Regions from separate parts of the Mus musculus genome. Here all the other regions are linked to region 3. A link is a contact called in public Hi-C and promoter capture Hi-C data. All regions are on one chromosome and are shown on one strand. Each heading gives the region's core, a stretch centred on a gene start, on an enhancer-like site or on the middle of the called end of the contact. The rest is flanking DNA. Distances are from core to core; before and after follow the strand shown. Region 1 overlaps Palld (palladin, cytoskeletal associated protein). Region 2 overlaps Palld (palladin, cytoskeletal associated protein). Region 3 holds the start of Clcn3 (chloride channel, voltage-sensitive 3).

Region 1 (3,526 bases), core at 745-3,244, 690 kb after region 3:
TAAATACATAAATAATAACCAGACTTCATCGTTCATGATGGCTCTGGCTGAGGTAAACTTGCCTCAAATAATACACATTCAACTTATCCTGTTATAATAATTCAAGTCATTTTTGGATCACCTTTCAAATTTAATTTTTAGATTTTGGGATATGGCTCAGTGCTTGCCTTAGGTTCCATGCCTTGCACTGTGGGGAAAAAGACCCCCACTATTTATAAGTAAATATAAAACCAATGGATTACCTGGATATATGTGAGAAAAAGAGAGAGTGGGAATTTCAAGATAACTATAAGAGAAAGTTTCTTTCTTAAGTTCTGTTTTTGATTTTTGTTTTTAGAATTGTGTCTCACTCTGTAGCCCAGGTTGGCTGAACTTTATGACAATATACCTTCTTTAGCTTCTCTAGTGCTGGAATTATAGGCATGAAACACCATACTCAGCTTTCCTAAGATCTTTTTTTTCTTCTTTTGCTTGTGGGGTGTGTGTGTGTGTGTGTGTGTGTGTGTGTGTGTGTGTGTGTGTGTGTTTGTGGTCATGTATGCCAAAGAGTGCTTATGGAAATCACAGAACAACGATAGAAAATTAGTTTTGTCCTTCCTTGTCATACGGGCTCCAGGAATCGAACTCAGGCCACAAACAGGCTTAGCAGGTAATCCTTTTACTCGCTGAGCCGTCTCTCTGTCGGCACAACATGGTAGAAGGAAGGATTTCTCTAACACAGTGACTTGGATGATATAAGCAGGTCTATGCTAGCTTGCGTACTGCTTTGTCCCAGCATGGGATGCAGCAAGATTGGCAGAATCATCCTAACAATGCCCAGGTTTAGAAAGCTCCAAAGAGCTTTGCTTTCAAGAGCAAGGGTGACAAGGATTACGTTCTGACTTTAGCCACGTGTGCAACGTGCTCGCAAAACGCTCCTCCCGGTAACTTGTTAGCTGTTTTCTGCATGACTTCCTATCTAAACTTATACAGGAAGATGCAGTCTGTCAACCTTTCTAACTCGCCAGCCGTGTCCCTCTTTCTGATGGTCTATTTATGAGCGTCCCTATGTATCTGTATAATTCCCAGGACCTCCAGGGTAAGTTGAACTAGAAGCAGACATTTGTCCCAGTTGGTCAATGGGTTTTCTATACGCTTTGTTCCTTCCTCACTTTAAGGTAGTGGGAGAAAAATAAATAAATACAACATGGAAGGGCTCCCTGGTAGCTTTTTTGCAAGGATTCTAAGTCATCTACCCAGAAACTTGACATATGCCCAAGCAACAAAGGACTCATTGTTAACATTCTTGTAATAACAAAAACATTGTCTGGCCCTGCGGCATGTCCTGTGATGGACATTTTTTTCATGTGACCACAATCCTGTGAAGTTGGCATTGCCACGACTCCATGCTACTGACAAAGATACCATATCTGGGGGCATCGAGCAGCTTATCCAAGGTCACCTATCAGGGTGGCAGGAGTCTGTCTCTGTCCTACACTGCTGTCTTTGGCTGGAAAGAATCTTATTTAAAAACAAGTTCCAAGGTCATAAACTGACACGTATCTGAACGGTGCATTGAATGGCTGTGTTTATTTTTGTTCCTCCCTTAATACCTAAAAGAAGGAGAGTAAAGGAGAGCCTGTATGCTCCCTGGAATCAAGAGTGAGTGGATGGACCCACACTGACTTTGAAGGAGAGAGATCTGGAGTGCCCTAAGGATGAGGTGACCATTGATACTAATTTGAGCAAGGGAAACCTTGATTGCTGGGTCCCTCCCAACGAGGAGGAAAAGGATGGGTTTGAGCCCAGAGGGCAGGCTGACAGTTTGGAGAACCAGCTCTATTCTCCATGCCTCACAGCTAGCCAGCAGTCCCTCCTTTGCCACCTGAGGAGACAGCAAGCTCACATCATGGAGCTAGCTGCACACCCAGAACAACTTCAAGCCCAGAAATGCTGGGCACAGCAGTGTAGGGATGTTACTCAGTTGATAGAATGCTTGCTACAGTGTGCAAAGCCTTGGGTTGGATACCCAGCATCACATAAACTGGGTGTGGTAGTGCATGGCTGAAATCACAGCCCTGGGTGGTGAATCCATAACAATTAGAAGTTCTAGATTATCCTTAGCTACACAGGAAGTCTGAGACTAGCCTTTGACACAAGAGGCTCTGTCTCAGGAAGAAAAACAGAAAAGAAAGAAAGGAAAGAATTACAGAGGTGTGTGTTTAATTTTCATGCTAAAAGCTGAAGGCCAACCATTTCTATTTAGTATCTTCCAAAAGCTCTCTGCCAAGCCCCCTGTCTTTCCTAGTGTACAGAGTAGCAGTTCACAAATTCCAATGCAGCATATAGCTGCAGTCTGGATTTCAGTGTCAAAGGTCATCAAATGATTATGGAAAGCTTTGGGCATGAAATGTAGTTTAAATAAACACAGACATAAAGGAGTTTTAAAGGATGGAGATAATAAAAGGAAAGGGTGGAAAGGGGAAAGAAAGGGCCACAGCACAATAGCTTTTCTCCTTACAAAAGAAAACAAAAACCAAAGGGAGCGATTGTTATCTGTAATGAGATAAAAGGCTCCCTACACTGTAGATATAAAGCACATCAGGCTGCCATAAAAAACAGAACATGAAGGAAGACTTGTGAGCCTTGAATCTGAAAACATGACTTCAACTCAGCAGGAGGACTAGAAGACGAGAGCAAAGAAAGTCACAGGAAGTACACCAAAAATCAGATACAGGAAAACAGGGACGGGCTGGTGGAATGACTTGGAGGGTAAGGATGGTGACTGCCAAGCCTGCCAACCTGAGTTTAGTCCCCAGGACCTGGTGTCAGGAGAAAACAGAGTCCCAGAAGTCCTCTGAGCATCATGTGAGTACCAACGGCTCTAGAGGATCTCCAAACATAGACATATACAAATAAATAAGGAAAAGATTAAACAAAAAGAGGAGATGGGGAGAGAGAGAGAAAGAGGAAGAGAGGAGGTAGAGGTAGAGAGAATTAGAAAGAGAGGGGAAAGATGGGGGAGAGGGAGGGAAAGAGGTGGATGAAGAGGAAGAGAAGGTAGAGGGAGATCGAATGCAAGAGCTAGAAAGAGGGAAAGGGAGGGGCAGGGGGAGGAAGAGAAGGAAGAGAGGAGGTATAGGGAGACTGAATGTGAAAGAGAGAGAAACAGGAGGGGGAGGGAGGGAGGGAGGGAGGGAGACTGATGGGGGAGGGGCAGTATGACTGAGTTGGCCTGCTGGGCTTCAGGATCTGCCTCTTCCTGGCTTTTTCATGTGGGTTCTGGGGACTGAGCTCAGATCTTTCAGCTCATCTAGCAAGCACATTACCTACTGAGCTAATTCTTCACCACCCTTTAAGAGGTTTTTGGTTTGGTTTGGTTTTTGTTTGTTCATTTTTTGAGACAGGGTTTTTTGTTTGTTTGTTTGTTTTGTGTGTGTGTGTGTGTGTGTGTGTGTGTGTGTGTGTGTGTAGATCTAGATGTCCAAGAACTCACTCTGTAGACCTGCATCATCTCAAACTCACAGAGATCTACCTGCCTCTATCT
Region 2 (3,884 bases), core at 1,050-3,549, 620 kb after region 3:
GAGCCACCTCTTCAGTCTCCCTGCTAGTTGTTTTCATTGTTGTTGTTGTTTGCTCTTAAATATTGAGTCAGTTTATGAAGCATTTCTAGGCTGCAGTTGACCATCTAAAGGAGACAATTTTGAGTATAATAGTGTCTAATTTCCATTTTCAATTCTCTGACTGTGACTGTGACACAACCCTTGCATGTTACAGAAGAGTGGGGCAGGTGGCACTAAGTGAAGATTATGTTTACATTTAAGGAGGTGTAGACCCAGGATGTACTTAGCATGCTACAGTCATCTAAAGGTGGTGGTCAGTCTTTGGGGTGTTGAGACTGTTTATCGCCCATCTGTCAGATCTGTGCCCAGACTCTTCTAGTTCTTATTAGATAGAGGTCTAATACGTCCTTATTCAAATGTGGGTGGTCCCCCTGTGTATCTGGAGTGGGAAGAGAAGAACAGATCTGTTCTCTACCCTAACTTAAAGCTGTCAAAGGACTTAGGTTCATTCAAGATTTTGAAAAAGCTAACTCAGGACCAATGCCTTGTATTCCTCATTAGCTGTGTCCATTTAAATAGGTTTCTAGTTATCAGGAAAGAAATTCCATAATGTTGGGTTTGTGGCACCAACCAGTGACAAGAACACAAAGCAAATCAGATGGCATTTCTTATTATGCCTAGGAGTATTTGAAACTCTTCTTCTCAAGCCATGTCCTGTCTAAACCATAGTGTAGACAAATACTAATACTACTACTACTAATAATAATATTAGTCCTCATCCATACTGTCATTCATAATGTTGCTTTGGGAAGTCTGGAAGGTGGTATTTTGAAGACACACAATGGAGGTTCTCTTCAACAACTTCAGTAACAACTTGCATATTTAAACTATACACAGTAAGGAACTCCTAGTACATAATGGATACTTGACTATTAGGGTAAGTAGTCTGCATTGTTTTTAAAGGATGCTTAAAGTCAAGGTTTAAGATAGTTAAACATTGTCTTTCAAGGTTCTTAGTAACTTCAGTTATTTTCATTTACAAAGTTTTAATAGTTACAGATAAGAGAGGGCCCACGGAGTTTCCCAGTATTCATCTTGTGTGTTTTTGTGTGTCTCTGTGTTACAAGATACAGTTTATTTATTACTTCAGCAGTTTCTAAGAGCTTCTAAGCATGTCTGCAGTTGTCTACAAAATACCACAGAAAAGGCTAGACACAGCCTGTATGTTTCTATGTTTCACCACTGTTTAATAGCTAGAGATGCGTTCACTGTCGACTTTGTGTGTGTGTGTGTGTGTGTGTGTGTGTGTGTGTGTGCGTGAGAGAGAGAGAGAGAGAGAGAGAGAGAGAGAGAGAGAAATTCCTTTGCCATTCTGCCGCATTTCTTTCCCTCTCCCAGATTGCTTCCACTCTGACACACTTCTATTCTGAAAGATTTCAGCATCGACTTCCTTATTTGGTCGCTGGAACTGCTCTTTGTCTCGTTCAAACATTCTGCTAAGCTTGCAGACTGCCTTCATCCCCGCCCCCTTGCCCACTGCTCCCCCTTCACTCACACACACACACACACACACACACACACACACACACACACACACACACACGTAGCTGGCTTCCACTGTTTGCTCTGACTCAGCCTTCTCTGAAGTTCATTAGCCAATCAGCCACCAGTTATGCCCATTTAAGGAGTACCTTCTGCAAATCAAAAGGAAAGAGAGTTTGGGAGGATTGTTACTCTGCAGCAGTCACTGGAATTCACCCCAAAGTGTGTATTTCACACCGCTGCTTTTCTCATGTAATAAGGTATGTATTAAAAAAGAAAGAAAGAAAGAAACCAACCCCAGGTAAACCGTAAAATAACCCAAACCCTCAATCCTTCTCACCCCAGGCTACTTAATTAAAGGTTAATGGCAGCATCCTGCCACTTAGCTCTGGCTGACAGAGTGTGATCTGGTTTGGTTTTCAACTTTCTCCATGCCAAATGTTCCAGCTAATACTTTAAGAAAATATGTAGCACAGGCTTAAGTGGCTCTGCCAACACATAAAGTAAAGGTCTGTGCTCCTAACCAAAGGAGACACATTTCCAATGAATTCTGTCTCCCTTGCTCTCTGGAGTTGAGAACAGCCAGGCATCCGAAGCAAGCGTGGAAGAATCCTTCCTGGCCTCTCAGCTTGGATGTGTATGGAAAAAAGCTCCCCGCTCTACATTCCCTATTTAAGAAAGAAGCTGCCCCAGCCCCATCCAATAAAACAGAGTAGTGTTTCCTTACGTATAAACAACCGAGAAATTCCTCCCAAGCAAGCACACAGCCTTTTGGGTCTTGGAACAAAGTGGCCGGTGGTATTTATTATGTCAAATAAACACATCATCCACACTGCAAAGGGGAACCTGAAACAATAAGCTGAACAAAGCAGTTTTCCAGCTTTTATTCCCTTAGCAATTAGCCTTTGTCTAACTGGACTGAAAAATTAAGAAGGAACAATATTTTTTTCAAAAGGTACCCTTATGCAATTAATATCCACAGTTTGTTCCCAAGGCTTGTTCAAAAACAAAAATAAAAACAAAAACAAAACACACACACACACACACACACACACACACACAAACACACACACACAAAACAAAACCAAAAAACCAAAACCAAAAATGGAGTTCACTTCCAGAGGCTAGAAACAAAAATATACAGGATATACTAAAGTTGGTATTATTTCTTATTTAGCCACCAGTAACGATCTTTTTTCTTCCTTTGTCCATTGTGGTAGTTGCTGAGGCCTCATTATTTGCCAGGCTTTGTGCTAGATGCTGCTACCAACACTCAAAGCTACCAGTCTGGTCATTGCACAAAGCATACTGAAGGACCCAGAAAGCATTCTTGTCCCTGTCCTGGTACCATAGTGCTTACCATGGTGAGTGATGTGGAAGCAGCAATTGGCTTACCAAGTTCTCAAAGTTTGTGCCGTGTTGCCCTTCTTTATTTAGGATACTTTGAGACGGGCTTGGATGAACTTTTGTTGGAGAAGACTCAGATCATTCTTGGCTGTAGACAGTGCATAAATGTACCTTCTGCAAGCTCAGCTCTGTGTCTGAGTACAGCCTAGTCCACATAGCAAGTTCCAGGCCAGCTAGGGCTACACATCGAGACCTTGTCTCATCTCACTGCGCATGTGCATGTACACACACACACACACACACACACACACACACACACACTCGTACTCAAATACACGCTTCCATTTATTTCTATTACTTATACCCTCAATGAGTCTCAGGTGTTTTACAGTGTGGCTTATGGGTTCAAATTTGTTTAAGTTTTACAACATATGAAACTTGTGAATTTTTTAACACCCCCACCCGTGTGTGTGTGTGTGTGTGTGTGTGTGTGTGTATGCAGACATGTACAGTGAGTTTGTATGTTTGTCAAAGTACTACCTTAGCTGTTTACTGTAGCCTCCCATCTGTTGGGACAGTCTCTGAGATTCACTGGTGCAGTAGGCCTGTGAACTCCTGGGAATTCTCCTGTCTCTGCCTCCTAGCTCACTATAGGAGTGCTGGGATGATGGAGGAACGTCACCACCTTTGGCTTTTACATGGGCTCTGAACTCAGATCATCATTGTTATACAGCACATTACCATTATGTCATCTCCCCAGTCCCAGGAAGTGGGGAACCTGTGCATCATTTTATTTCCTTCTACCACAGGAGCACCATACAGTTCTGCTAAGAGAAAACAGTGCTGTTCTAACTGGATGTGGTAGTATATGACTGCAATTCAGCTAAGACAGGAGGCCTATAATTTCAAGGTGAGCCTGGGCTAGACAAGAAATTCAGGGCTAGCCTGGACTATATAATGAACTAGTCTAGGTATAGGAAATATTGAAACTCTATGCCAGAAATATTGAACAGTGT
Region 3 (3,536 bases), core at 369-2,868:
AGAACTTTAACAAATCTGTTCTTCTGAACTCCATATATTCAGAATCAGAATAATTCTTTAAAGTTTTCATAAGGTACATAGACGGCACTATTTCCAAGCAATGACCTTAGTTATTTATACTGACCTCTTAAAATAATTTGAGCTGCCACTCAAAGAGAGGCTTTGAAGTAAGTAGCAAAGGGAGAGGAAGGGGCAGGGGTTGAACAGTATCTGTGATAAATTCTGTCAACACCATATAAACATTCAATGTGAGAAAATACCCATACGTCATACACTTAAATTTAAAGCCATATTTAAAAAACAACAAACAACACATCAGCAGAAACAGCACCTCTCAAAACTGCTCAACAACATCCACATAAGCATTGGACTTCTTGTATATACTCCCGAACTGAAAAACCATTTTTTTTTTTTGTAATTTACAGAGGTATGTAAAACTGACCCAAGGAAAATAATCTAAATTTTTCATGGGTAAAAAGTACATCTACAAAGTATCAGTTATATATAAGCCACAGTGATCGTGCAGGAACTGAATACACGGCTCAAAAAAAGTTTGCAGAACTGAACTTTTTAAATTTTATACTCGCACACGCGGAGAGGTATTAAAAGGTTTGGTCCAATTGTCTTAAAGAGTCATCCTTTTCAAAGGAAATCGAAATCTCGGCCTAGAATTAGAACACACCCGATGAATATGCAATTAACTTCCTTGTGGTCTAATTTTAAAACGCCATACTTTAAATAAAGCACACAGGACGAAAAGTTCTCTAAAGTAACTTCTGTTTCAACAAGTTTACTACCAAAACGCAAATATCCACACAAAAAATGATTTGATATGCATAAGTCTAAAGACCAAATAAGATAAAATAAAAAAACCTAAACGTTTTTAAACTTGAGCAAACTGTAAATTCAAGACTAATTCTGTGCTGGTTCCTAGTTTTTAATTCTACGTATAGGTCCTTCGAAGGTTCCGGGAGGGAACAGGAGAGATTTTAATGGGCTGGACAGCAGGTAGGTGGGCACCTCGGCCAGAGCCCGGCCTCGCGGTCCACCGTCAAGGCGTGAAGCTGACAGCTGGCGACTCACCTTGCAGCTCAGAGGCATAGCAAGCTGGGCGGCTGGTGGCTGCGCTGCCTGTGGACCCCGCATCTGCTTGCGATCGCGCGCCAGCCGCCCCGGGAGCTTCACCGGGACACCGCTGCCGGGTGGCCACCCCGGCGGACTTTACTGCTACCGGCCTTTCAGGAGAGGTTACGTAAAGGCGGCCAGGTGGGACCGGCGGAGGCTGGTTTCAGGGTGAAGTTCAATCCTCCGGCTCCAGCGGGCCCTCAAACCAACCCGCCTCTGCCCCGACTGGAGGCTCACTGCGCTCTCCAAGGACTACAGGAGCAGTCGCGCTCCACCTCGGGAGGAAAGTAACGCGGTTCTCACGCCTCCGCCCACTCCAGCCTCATCCTCCGGACAGACGGACGGACGGCCCGCCCCGAGCGCACCGGCAACGAGCTGGCGAGGTGACAGCCGAGCGATTCCGCGACCAGCCCTGACCCGCTGAACTGGAAGAGAAGCTGCAGGAGTCGGAGCCCGACAGGTGCGTCGCACGCGCGTGACGTCAGCGCGTTGACGTGAACGGCCGCTCGGCGTCCCACCGTCCAAGCACTTCCACGGCCGCACTGGGAGGCACCTCTGCGCCTATTGGTCGGAATGGAGCGATGGGCGTGACCAGGGCGTGGCCGGGAGAAGACCTCCTAGGGGAGCCTCGAAGGCCACGCTGGGCGGCCGAGGTGCCACCTGCTCTCACGTCGCTCACGTTCTCCCCGGCGGAGAAAGCGCTTCGGAAGTGTGCGGTCCCCGGCATCGTGGCAATGCCTGGCTTCCGCTCAGCGGTGAGAAGCCGAAGCAGGCGGAAGCGAGCGTATGACCCCCGGGGTTCCAGAGCCGCGTCTAATGCTACAGGGCCTGTAATGGTGTACAGAGTGTACTACGGTATCATCCAGCCTTATGCGCCGTCGCAGGTTATGCGCTTTAACAAAAAAATACCAAAGAAAATCCTGATGAGTCCAAATTTAGACACCATGCATTTCCAAAGAGCTGAGGGTTCCACGTGGTCTTACATACTGGGTTCCTGTCGTGTGTCACAATATATAGGAAGCCTGTTCCCCTTGCTCAAGGAGCTGTATTGTGACTCAGCAGGGAGGTGCATAAATAAATTCCTGGCCTCGGCCAGAGCTTGCCCAAGAGCCTGGTGAACAGGTAGGTGCAGTGTTTGTAACTGGACAAGACCTGTGGGACCAGGATGGCAGTCGCCACTGGGTGGCAGAATTAAGACATGTCTTGGTTGAGTGTCTCATGTATATTTATATATCGCCTAATGAATACTAATGTCCTAGTATATTTACTGTCTTACATATATTAAGTGTGACTTGAGCTCTCACTGCTGACATGTAGCCTGATTCTTTTGCAGGGGGAGCGTCTAGATTTTTTATTAAAAGCAGTAGTCATAGCCAATCGATCTATTTTCTATAAAGATGACAGATTCCTTCTGAACTGTTTTAGTTCTTTTGTGAAAGATTACTCCTTTAAGTAGACAAGAAAACTGTCTACTTATACATTTGTTTTCGTTTGTTTGTTTGGTTGGTTGGTTTTTTGGTAACACTTATACACTGATTTGTGAGAATAATTTATTTTAAAACATGTGGTGGGCACAGTTTGTGGCATACCAGAAGTGCTGTGTTCTACTTCAAGCTTGACAGAAGTAAAATACTTAATTTCTGGCATACATCCAACCACACTAGTAGTTCTCAATCTTTACTCTCTTCAGAGAAATAATTTTAACTGTTTCCAGGTTAGATGTAAGCCTTTCTGTAAGTACTCCTGAAGGAAAATGAGATTTTGTAACTTGTGATTCATGTAAAAGAGTTGTCTATGAGCCCGTGGCCTGGGGCCGAGAACAAAGCAGAACAGACAGGGCTGTTGTTAAGACATTCCTAAGAACAGCTTGACTGTAAAAATGAAAAAATGCAAGGACGGCGCAGGCAAGGCTATCTTGTCTGAGTCGACACCATCTGGCCGGAACCTCCCCTCTGTCTACTGCCCCATGACACCGGGTAAAGTCATACATCAACTGGTTACTATGTGAACAAAGATAAGCCCCTTATCCCATAAAAACCCCTAGCTTTCGAGCCTCGTGGCCGACATCTGTTATCTCCTATGTGGGATGCATGTCGGTCTGGAGCTCCGTAATTAAACGTCCTCATGTAATTACATCAGGATGGTCCTTCGTGATTTTTTGGGTGCATGCCGAATCGGGAATTGGGTGGGGGTTTCCCTACTAGGTTCTAACACTCCTTAAATGTGTGAGGCTCAGAAGCACCACATTCAATAATGTTCTGTGTGATAGCGTCATCAAAAAATAGATTACAGCCAAGAAATCAACTTCTTTGTGATTCCTCCAAGATTCTTGTCAGAAAAAAATCAGCTGACACAAAATCTCTTCTTTAACAGACCTGAGTTGAAAGAAAGAGTCGGGACATCCCTGGCAC

Evidence for each region. Promoter capture Hi-C pulls out the DNA fragments that hold promoters and counts their contacts. A called contact is a pair of places that touch in the nucleus more often than the background predicts.
Region 1: a contact with region 3 is called in a promoter capture Hi-C map of cranial neural crest. The contact joins the enhancer-like site here to the promoter of Clcn3 in region 3. A contact is called at or near these places in 2 of 39 promoter capture datasets (the 3T3-L1 cell line and cranial neural crest).
Region 2: a Hi-C map of muscle stem cells shows a contact between it and region 3, with 4 times the contacts expected there. The contact joins the enhancer-like site here to the promoter of Clcn3 in region 3. A contact is called at or near these places in 1 of 39 promoter capture datasets (the HPC-7 cell line), 1 of 484 Hi-C or Micro-C datasets (muscle stem cells), 3 of 115 datasets of contacts at active chromatin or transcription factors (embryonic hindbrain, stem cell-derived neural progenitor cells and trophoblast stem cells) and 1 of 9 other capture datasets (adipose tissue).

The regions. Positions count from the first base shown.
Region 1 is chr8:61,669,272-61,672,797 of GRCm38.p6, forward strand. All of the region lies in intron 10 of Palld (palladin, cytoskeletal associated protein), which reads right to left. All of the region lies in intron 2 of Gm51575 (a long non-coding RNA gene), which reads left to right. Among named protein-coding and RNA genes, the nearest start is that of Gm51576, 15 kb to the right of the region's middle. Within about 2 kb of position 1,995, at least 10 of the 459 cell types and tissues checked have an H3K27ac peak or open chromatin away from gene starts, as enhancers often do.
Region 2 is chr8:61,605,447-61,609,330 of GRCm38.p6, forward strand. All of the region lies in intron 10 of Palld (palladin, cytoskeletal associated protein), which reads right to left. Among named protein-coding and RNA genes, the nearest start is that of Gm35254, 13 kb to the right of the region's middle. Within about 2 kb of position 2,300, at least 210 of the 459 cell types and tissues checked have an H3K27ac peak or open chromatin away from gene starts, as enhancers often do. A contact at or near this core is called in the HPC-7 cell line, adipose tissue, muscle stem cells and 1 more, where this site is marked.
Region 3 is chr8:60,981,693-60,985,228 of GRCm38.p6, forward strand. Clcn3 (chloride channel, voltage-sensitive 3) reads right to left here and starts at 1,619. Exons shown (of 13, transcript NM_173873.1): 1 at 1,084-1,619.